3 separate regions of the Hordeum vulgare genome follow, and regions 2 and 3 are each linked to region 1. The links are chromatin contacts, called in public Hi-C maps. All regions are on one chromosome and are shown on one strand. The core of a region is the stretch at or near the end of the contact, and the rest is flanking DNA. Distances in the headings are between cores, read along the strand shown.

Region 1 (2,700 bases), core at 22-2,521:
TGTTTCTACCTGAAATCCTGAATGCTGTTTTCAGTTTAAGCTTGTAGGTGCAGTGCTTTTAGCTTTGCAGGGTCTGGATGGTTTGTATCCAGCCCTGGGTCTGGTTGGAGTGTGTGTGATACTTCTCTAATTTCTGAATGAAATCAGGGCCCGTGGGTTCCATCCGTCAGGAAAAAAAACAGCTGATAGTACTAAAGATGCCACAACTACTCATCATTCCCGGTCAAATACAGTTAACAGCATTGTAGCGGGCAGCCGAATGCCAACAAGGACAGCATTAACACGAGTAGCAGGTGCTTCTGGGTCAAACGTATTTGACAGCATTCTATAAGCAGGGTAGGTAGACAAATGCCTCACCACTTCCTTGCGCATGTTACTAAGTAGCAGACCACAATTGGACCGCAAATCACAGAGCTTTCATGTTTTAATCCCAACGGACAGGTTGTCAGAAATGCATCAACATCATGCAGACACAAGATTGAATATTTGAATAGCTGCCGGGATCTGGTTTATGTTTTCGTTATTTACATTTATACATCAACGATGCAATTTTTACAGCGATAAAACTACACTTTAAGATCCCGGCAAGGAATCGTCTAGAGCTGTGCAGATTATATACTGCGAACAAAAGACGTGAACACATCGTACTCACGGACAGGAAGCACGAACGATCTGGGAACTCATAGCAGTAGTACCATATACTAAGTATGTATACAAGAAGTAAGAAGAAGAGGAGAGATGTGCAATCTGACCTCGAATGGGGTGACGATGACGAGGGCCTCGAGGACGCCGGCGCCGAACCCGGAGGCGAGTCGTCCCTGCGCGGAGACCTTGCCGGTGACGGGGTCCTTGAAGGCGGACTGCAGCATGGCATTGGAGCCGAGGCGGAGCGCGTACTTGAGCGTGAGGTGGGTGGCGAAGGGCGTGAGGCCCTTCCAGAGCGCCGGCACGCCCTCGGCGCGCGCGACGGTGGTGCCGCAGTGCGCGATGCCGCGGTAGGCCCCCGCGCGGTCGAGCTGCAGCCTGGTCTTGACGACGTCGATCGGCTGCAGGCAGCACGCCTCCATGACGCCGCCGAGCGACCCCGCCGCCGCCTTCACGTAGGGCGGGATCGGCGCCCTGCCTCCGCCGCCGTTGCGCGGCTCCTCGGCCCGCGGCGGCGGGGAAGGGGGCGATGCCATTCGGGTCCGATAGGCGGGCCTTAGCGGGTGGCAGGCGCGGCGGGGAAGAGGGTCTTGGATTGTTGCTCGGTTGCTCTTTTTCACCCACTTTTGTGCGGGGGATCCGAAAAGGAGCGGCGCTGGTTATATGGAATCGGCGAGAGACAGGGACGAAGAAGGGCACGTAGTTGTCCCGGGACACGTCAGCCGTCAGGGTTTGGTCTATGATGACAAAGGAAAAAAAGAACGGCCCACCGGGACCAGGGCGTTGTAGCGGAAGCGTAACTGTTGCCGCGCGTGCTTGGACCCACAGGTCAGACACCAATTCGGCAAGGAGTCTGCACCTACACGGCCCGGAGGAGTGCACGGAACAGGCTCGATTGATTTGGGGTCCGTGGGCGGCGAATCGTCGAACGGTCGCTATTTCGTCTGGTTTTTGTTTCTCTCGGCGGTAAATTTTGTGTTTTAACCTTTTGAATAAAAAATATACAGTTTTGACCTTTATTTAAAAATAATTTCAAATCTAACCTCTTTACGTGACGTCAACGTCCCTGACGTCTGGGTTGCACTGGAGACGTCAGGGACCATGTCGTCTGGTATGGGCCTACATGACTGGCTGACCTGCTGAGTTTCTGACTGGTGCTACCTCTTGAGCTTGCGTTGGTTTTTCCCTTTAAGAGAAAATGGTGATGCAGAACAGTAGCAGTAAGTATTTCCCACGGTTTAAGAAACAAAATAGCCAAATCATATTATAAAGGATAGACAATATAAATAGGAGAAAGTTCATGTAAAAATAGATATCAGATGGTCCTTTTGTGTCTATTTGGACTAGATGGCATGCATCATATGCACTTGAGGTTAGAACACATTCTTGAAAAATACCCTTTGTCGACCGACCTCTACTGACAGGTGATCTTGCTCTCGGCAACCACACACAACTACCCATAAATAGAAATGATTCAGAGGATAGCTAATGGATTCTATATTCATGGGAGATGTCATCGTCACCACTACATGAACATATGTTGTTTTTGTCACATCACCGACGAGCACCACACACACCTTATCAGAGTCGGTACCATCACCACTAGTGGGAGTTCTTTTGGCCAACGGTGTGATTGGCTCATGAGACGACGACCCATATGTTACATCCTCATGGATAGGGGGTTAATTGTACTCCAATTTAGCTGACAAGGAATGGTCAGCACTGATGGACGTTTAACAACCGCATGTCAGTGGTTACTTCACCTTTCTATAACAAAGGGCTTTTGTAGAGTTGGTCTTTGCTTGCGTGGTTGTACCTGTGAGCTATATACAAACACCTCCACCTCTGCAATAGTAGTGTGACCATGTCATTCTCCTAGGTGGATTCCTCTCTCTCTCTCCCTCTGTGTGTGTGTGTGCACGCCCGTGCGCGTGTTGTGTTGGGATCGAGATATAATGACTAGAGAGGGGTGAATAGTTCTACTAAACGATTCTACTCCAATTTGGGTTGATAGTTTTTAGTACAAGACAACTAGGACTCGACAACCAGAAGTAT
Region 2 (2,700 bases), core at 201-2,700, 320 kb after region 1:
GCTGCTGGTGCCTCACGGCGGCGGCGGCCCGATCTGCTCGTGCCTGGCGGCGCTGGCCCGAGCTACTGGTGCCTCACGGCGGCGGCGGCCCGATCTGCTCGTGCCTGGCGGCGGTGGCCCGAGCTGTTGGTGCCTCGCGGCAGCCCGAGCTGCTGGGGCCTCGCGGCGGCGAACGGCCGAGCTCTTGGTGCTTGGCGGCGGCCCGAGCTGCTGGTCCGTCCCACCAACCAAACGCTCAAATATAACAATTCCATTCCATCTATTGTTTCAACCAAACATATGAACGTAACCGACCCATTCTAGTGGAATGGAATGTCATGGAACCATTCCATTCCGTTCCACCTCGTTCCCCAACCAAACACACCCTTGGTGTTGCTTATGAGGGGTGTGAATACACGGGGTGCTTAACACTTTTCTAGGAGTTCGGGTGCGGCTTATATAGAGTGTGTCACGACCTACCGAGCGCCATTCTTAGGCATTAAATGAGAGTAACTACATGTGTTACTAGAATATGTTGCCTTAACTAGGGGCGTTACAGGTTACGTTAGTCTTGACAACACTTCATGTGAGATGTAAAGTCCCTTAGCTGTTGCAGTCCTTTCGTTGTCCATGCCTTGCCCAGGTCCGAATGTTGGTGTGTATCCGAATGACTGGAGGTTGGCCGAGTGACTCCATATGTCCGAGTGAAACCTGAATTGTATCGGTAGCTTTAGGACTTTAATGTTTGTATAGGGTCCTTGGTGGGCCCTGAATGGCAGGTCCATGATCCTATCCTTAATAGGTAACCCATCACCGTGAGCCAACAAAATGATATCTTAGAGGAATCAGACCTAGGGTTTCACGGGTGCTCGAAGTGGGGCGCAAAAAGGGGGCATGGCAGCGCTTCTAAGGAGGGAACGTCACTCGCAGGCGTCGCCGCTACGAGCATAGGCAAGCGAAGCAGGGATTTAGCCCCCGCCCGAGTGTGAGCAATCCCATGGCCATCGGATCATGATAAGGAGGCGTGGAAATCAAATGTTGGTCGAAACCGACACGACAAGAAGAGGAGCCGCACAGAGGCACCGACGTCGCCGGACACGCGAGCCTTGCATGTGGCGTGGGGACGAGGCAGGATGTCACTAGGGTTGGGTTGGGGAGGCGGCGAAGCATAGGAGTGTGTTGATGACGTCGACGAGCCCGAAACTGGAGAGATGTAGATCCAGATTGTCAGAGCCGTGGCTGTCACACCGGCAAGCTGGAGAATGCAGTCTACGAAGCACCGGGCCCAGAGCAGCACCGACACAGGACGACCGACGACCCGAGGGCACAGAAGAACACGGGGCCACGGCTGCCGTCCGCACCAGCAGGAGCCATCTTGGGTCTCAAACACGAGCCTTGACACCAGGTCGGCGCGCCGCAAAAAGGAGACGCCGCTCGGGAGCACCACCAAGAACCAATCGAGGCCGAAATCATGTAGCCATGACTGTAGCTCGGAGAGGACGGCCTCTGCTACGACGCCACCACAGAGGAGGTGGGAGGGCCCATGTTAGCGCCCCTGACATGCCGGCCCCACCAAGCGGCATAACGAGACGGGACGAGCGCCCACGACGCACTCCCAAACCCAACCCAAGGTCCAGCTGGCCTGAGTAGACCAAGTCAAGCTGAGGCGAGAGTACTTAAGTCCAAGCGAGGGGAAGACAGAGTATCCAGGTGAATCACGGCCAACCGGCGGCGGCATCCTTCCTTCCTCTCTCCCCTGATCCTCTTCTTTCTCCCTTGTAACCGTCTATAATCGAGACTACTCCTACAATCTGGAACATCTAATAGCTAGTTGAGAGATCCACACCGTGTACCTAACACCCAGTTTGGTATCAGAGATCCACCCGCGCGCGCTAGCGCAGTTCATCGAAACTCGCCGCGTCCGACAAGCTCGGGCTCAAATCGAGGCCATGGATCCCACCATGAAGGAGTACATGGAGAAGATCACGTCCTCCATGGATGAGTTCTGCCTCGAGCTCTGCAATAACACGGCGGCTGTCCACGCCAACACCGCCAAAATCGACGATCTGCTCTCGTGGCGGCCCGATCTGTAGCATCGGGTCGCTGATCTTGGCATTGCGGAGGCCAATCAACAACAAGGGCGCGCGTGTGCGGCTGTGGCGCTCGGTGCGGCATCCATCGGGACCCTACGTCTCAATCCCTCCATCACAGGGGGCGGTGGCCTCACCGATATCGGTCCCAGCGTGCGTGAGGTGCCTCACGGGTCTGTGGACCATGGCAACACCACTCTCCATCGGGAGCAGGTGTTGTCCGCACCCGCCAGTACCACTCCCGGACACTGGTCAGTCTCCTCTCCAGTCGTCCGTGCTCCTTCCGTCCCCCTTATCTCACACAAGTTAGTTGCTCGCTGGTCTGGGTCAAGCTCACCCTTCGGTTGCTTTTTCGCCGTTCGCAGGAGAGAACACCAAATTGTGGAAAACTCTATGTGAACAATATTTTGCTATGTTTGGAATTCACCCCTCTTTTTGGGTGCCCATGGCGTCACTCAACTTCACCGGAGCTGCAGCCATTTGGTTGCAATCGCTCCATAACTGCCTCGCGGAATTCGACTGGGAGGCATTTACTACTCTGCTCTGCACTCGTTTTGGCCGGGATAGGCACCGGTTTCTTATCTGACACTTTTAGGCTTTGTTTGTTTCATAATTCCTAGAACTTTTTTAA
Region 3 (2,700 bases), core at 147-2,646, 500 kb after region 1:
ATAGTCATCCCACTTTCTGTTAATCAAGTATTTAATGTTAAATGTATATGGAAAACATATTTTAAAAAGTTCTTAATCAAGCATTTAACAAGTTAAATATATCTAATTTTTTGCCATATATACAAAAAGATACAATGTGTATGAAAAAAATGTTGACCATGTATTGTAAAAATATTAAATAAGTATGAAGAAATGTTCCTGGTCTATACGAAAAAGGGAGGATCTAAAATAAGTAAAATTATGCATAGAAACATATATTTTTTAGAAAGTTGATTTTGCGTTTAAACATGTATATAAAATTTTTCCTAACGTATACAAAAAATGTACATGTTCGTGCAAAAATGTTCAGAGTGTATTGAAAAATGTTAAAAAAATGCTCACGGTGCATTGGAAAATGTTGACTATCTATTAAAAAATTAGTTATATATCAAAAAAAATGTTAGACATGGAACATAAAATGTTATGAATATATACCAAAAATGTACAATGTGTATGGAGAAAACTAGACATAAAAATATAAGTTTTCATACAGTATTAGTTATGTATTTAAAAATGTTAAACATGTATAAAAATTGAATCAAATAAAAGTAATAAAATGAAAAATGAGTAAACGGAGAAATAAAAAATGAAGAAGGAAGAAAACTGACGAAAACCAAGAAAGAAAGAAACAAAAATGAAGAAAGAAATAAAGAAAAGGAAAAAAACCAAGAAAGATACAAAGAAAATGAACAAAAAAAGATGACTACCTCAACCAAAAAAACATGTGGAAAATGAAGAAAAACAGAAAAATGAAGAAAACCGTTGAAGGAACAGAGAAGGCAGAAATGAAAACTAAAATAAAACGAAAATAAGAATAAAAATAAATCTGTATCAAACCTCAACCATGGAAAGTCGCCTCGCTCGTTTCACGTGAAGAACCAAATGGGCCGGCTCAGTAGCTACAAAATTGGAGAAAAGTTTCAGGCGAGACAGAAGGAGAAACCCTATTTAGCGTCAGAGGCGCCGGTTAAAGGCAAATTTTGCTAACCGGCGCCTGCAGCACTTCGCATGGCCCGGCCCGTTTAGAGATCCGATCTGTATTTTAGCCCGTGAACTTTTTTCCAAATCAATGAAATTTTCTAAAAGTCGCTGATTTATTTTTTGAAAACGGAACATTTTTGAAAGTCGGAGAACATAATTTAAAATTCGTGTTTTTTTATAAATCAGTGAACTGTTTGAAAAACTGGTGAACTTTTTTTGAAAATCAATATTTTTTCGAATTCTTTAAACTTTTAAAAAATACATAAATATATTTTGAAAATCGGTGAACTTTTTTAAGGAACAACACATTTAACATGGGCCGGCCCATGAGAAGGAGCTCTGCAGGCGTCAGTTTGCGAGACCAGCGCTTAAGGCGCTGTATAGGAGCTCCCGTCTACTCGCTGTAAATGAGATATAGGTATTTCCCTATTGTACGTCAGCCCTGACCCATCGATCAGATGCTCCGAGACTCAAATTTCCCACCACGGCAGGGGCATCTATTGCCTGTTGTGGTGGCGGGGCAGCACGTGACGGTGCTGCGCATGGATCCGACATGGAGATTGAGTCAACACATCGAGTTTTTCAGATACATTTTTTTTATATTGTTTTCTATCCATCTAATGTGATCTCATTACATCCTTTTGGATAATTCCTGGATTGTTGTCTACGATTCAATTCTATGGAGGTGCACCAGGCTGGTCGTAACGAAAGTATTATAAGTAGTATCATGCATGCCAACTACTCCCTCCGTTCCTAAATATAAGTTTTTGTAAAGATTTCACTAGTGGACTACATACGGATGTATATAGACATACTTTAGAGTATAGATTCAATCATTTTGCTCCGTATGTAGACCCTTAGTGAAATCGCTTAAAAAACTTATATTTAGGAACGGAGGGAGTAGTCATATTTGATGAGATGGCATGAAATGAAATAAAGAAAGAGATGATTGAGTATCATATTATGATACCGTATCATATTAAATATTGTGCTACTATGTGTCATGCATGACAATAAATAAACTCTTCTATGATACTAGCACATGATACTACGCATTACGGATGTAGTATCACACACTAGTATCATATGCATGATACTAGTACATGATACTCACCATTACAACCAGCCTCAGAGTTGTTTGTTGGTAAAATATTATTTTATTTCACCTGCAAAATAAACTTTTATTTTTGAGGCATTGGTATTAGTAGTATTGGTGTGGATTTATTTAGGATGAATTGGTATTAGTAAAACAGAATATACCCTCGGTTTCTATTAGATGTTGCCACTTTGATTAGTCATTTCATATGTCGAACAATTATAAGTTATGATCCTCGGTAAAACAAAAATCAACTTATGATCAATTATATGAACCTAATATACCATTCAGGATTCTATGTTTTATCTTTTATACATTACAGATTGCATAACTTGGTGCTATAGTCATTTATATATTACAGGTGCATAAGTTGGTGCTATAATCATTTATGCAAAAGGCCGCAAAATAAAATTATAAACCATTGAAGTTTGGAATACACATTCTTAGGACCAGTTCTTTTGGGTGGCTTAACAAAATAAACTACCTCTCCCTAACTTAAAAAAAGGAAGCTGTTTCCTAAATTTATTGAGCCTTTTAAATTAATTATTTCATCAATAGTTCAGAAGTCCAGCTGAATAAGGAAG

Evidence for each region. A called contact is a pair of places that touch in the nucleus more often than the background predicts.
Region 2: a contact with region 1 is called in a Hi-C map of seedling, with 2.4 times the contacts expected there. The contact joins the promoter of LOC123448906 here to the promoter of LOC123448904 in region 1. A contact is called at or near these places in 3 of 6 Hi-C or Micro-C datasets (leaf and seedling) and 1 of 1 datasets of contacts at active chromatin or transcription factors (embryo).
Region 3: a Hi-C map of leaf shows a contact between it and region 1, with 4 times the contacts expected there. The contact joins the enhancer-like site here to the promoter of LOC123448904 in region 1. A contact is called at or near these places in 2 of 6 Hi-C or Micro-C datasets (leaf and seedling).

Annotation. Positions count from the first base shown.
Region 1 is chr4H:449,868,748-449,871,447 of MorexV3_pseudomolecules_assembly, forward strand. It overlaps LOC123448904 (mitochondrial succinate-fumarate transporter 1), which reads right to left and starts at 1,272. Exons shown (of 2, transcript XM_045125939.1): 1 at 753-1,272. The coding sequence starts at 1,181.
Region 2 is chr4H:450,186,717-450,189,416 of MorexV3_pseudomolecules_assembly, forward strand. It overlaps LOC123448906, which reads left to right and starts at 1,451. Exons shown (of 2, transcript XM_045125940.1): 1 at 1,451-2,320; 2 at 2,435-2,700. The coding sequence starts at 1,978. The coding sequence ends at 2,655.
Region 3 is chr4H:450,373,410-450,376,109 of MorexV3_pseudomolecules_assembly, forward strand. No RefSeq gene overlaps it. Among protein-coding and RNA genes, the nearest start is that of LOC123448909, 140 kb to the left of the region's middle. Within about 2 kb of position 1,397, at least 2 of the 3 cell types and tissues checked have open chromatin away from gene starts, as enhancers often do. A contact at or near this core is called in leaf, where this site is marked.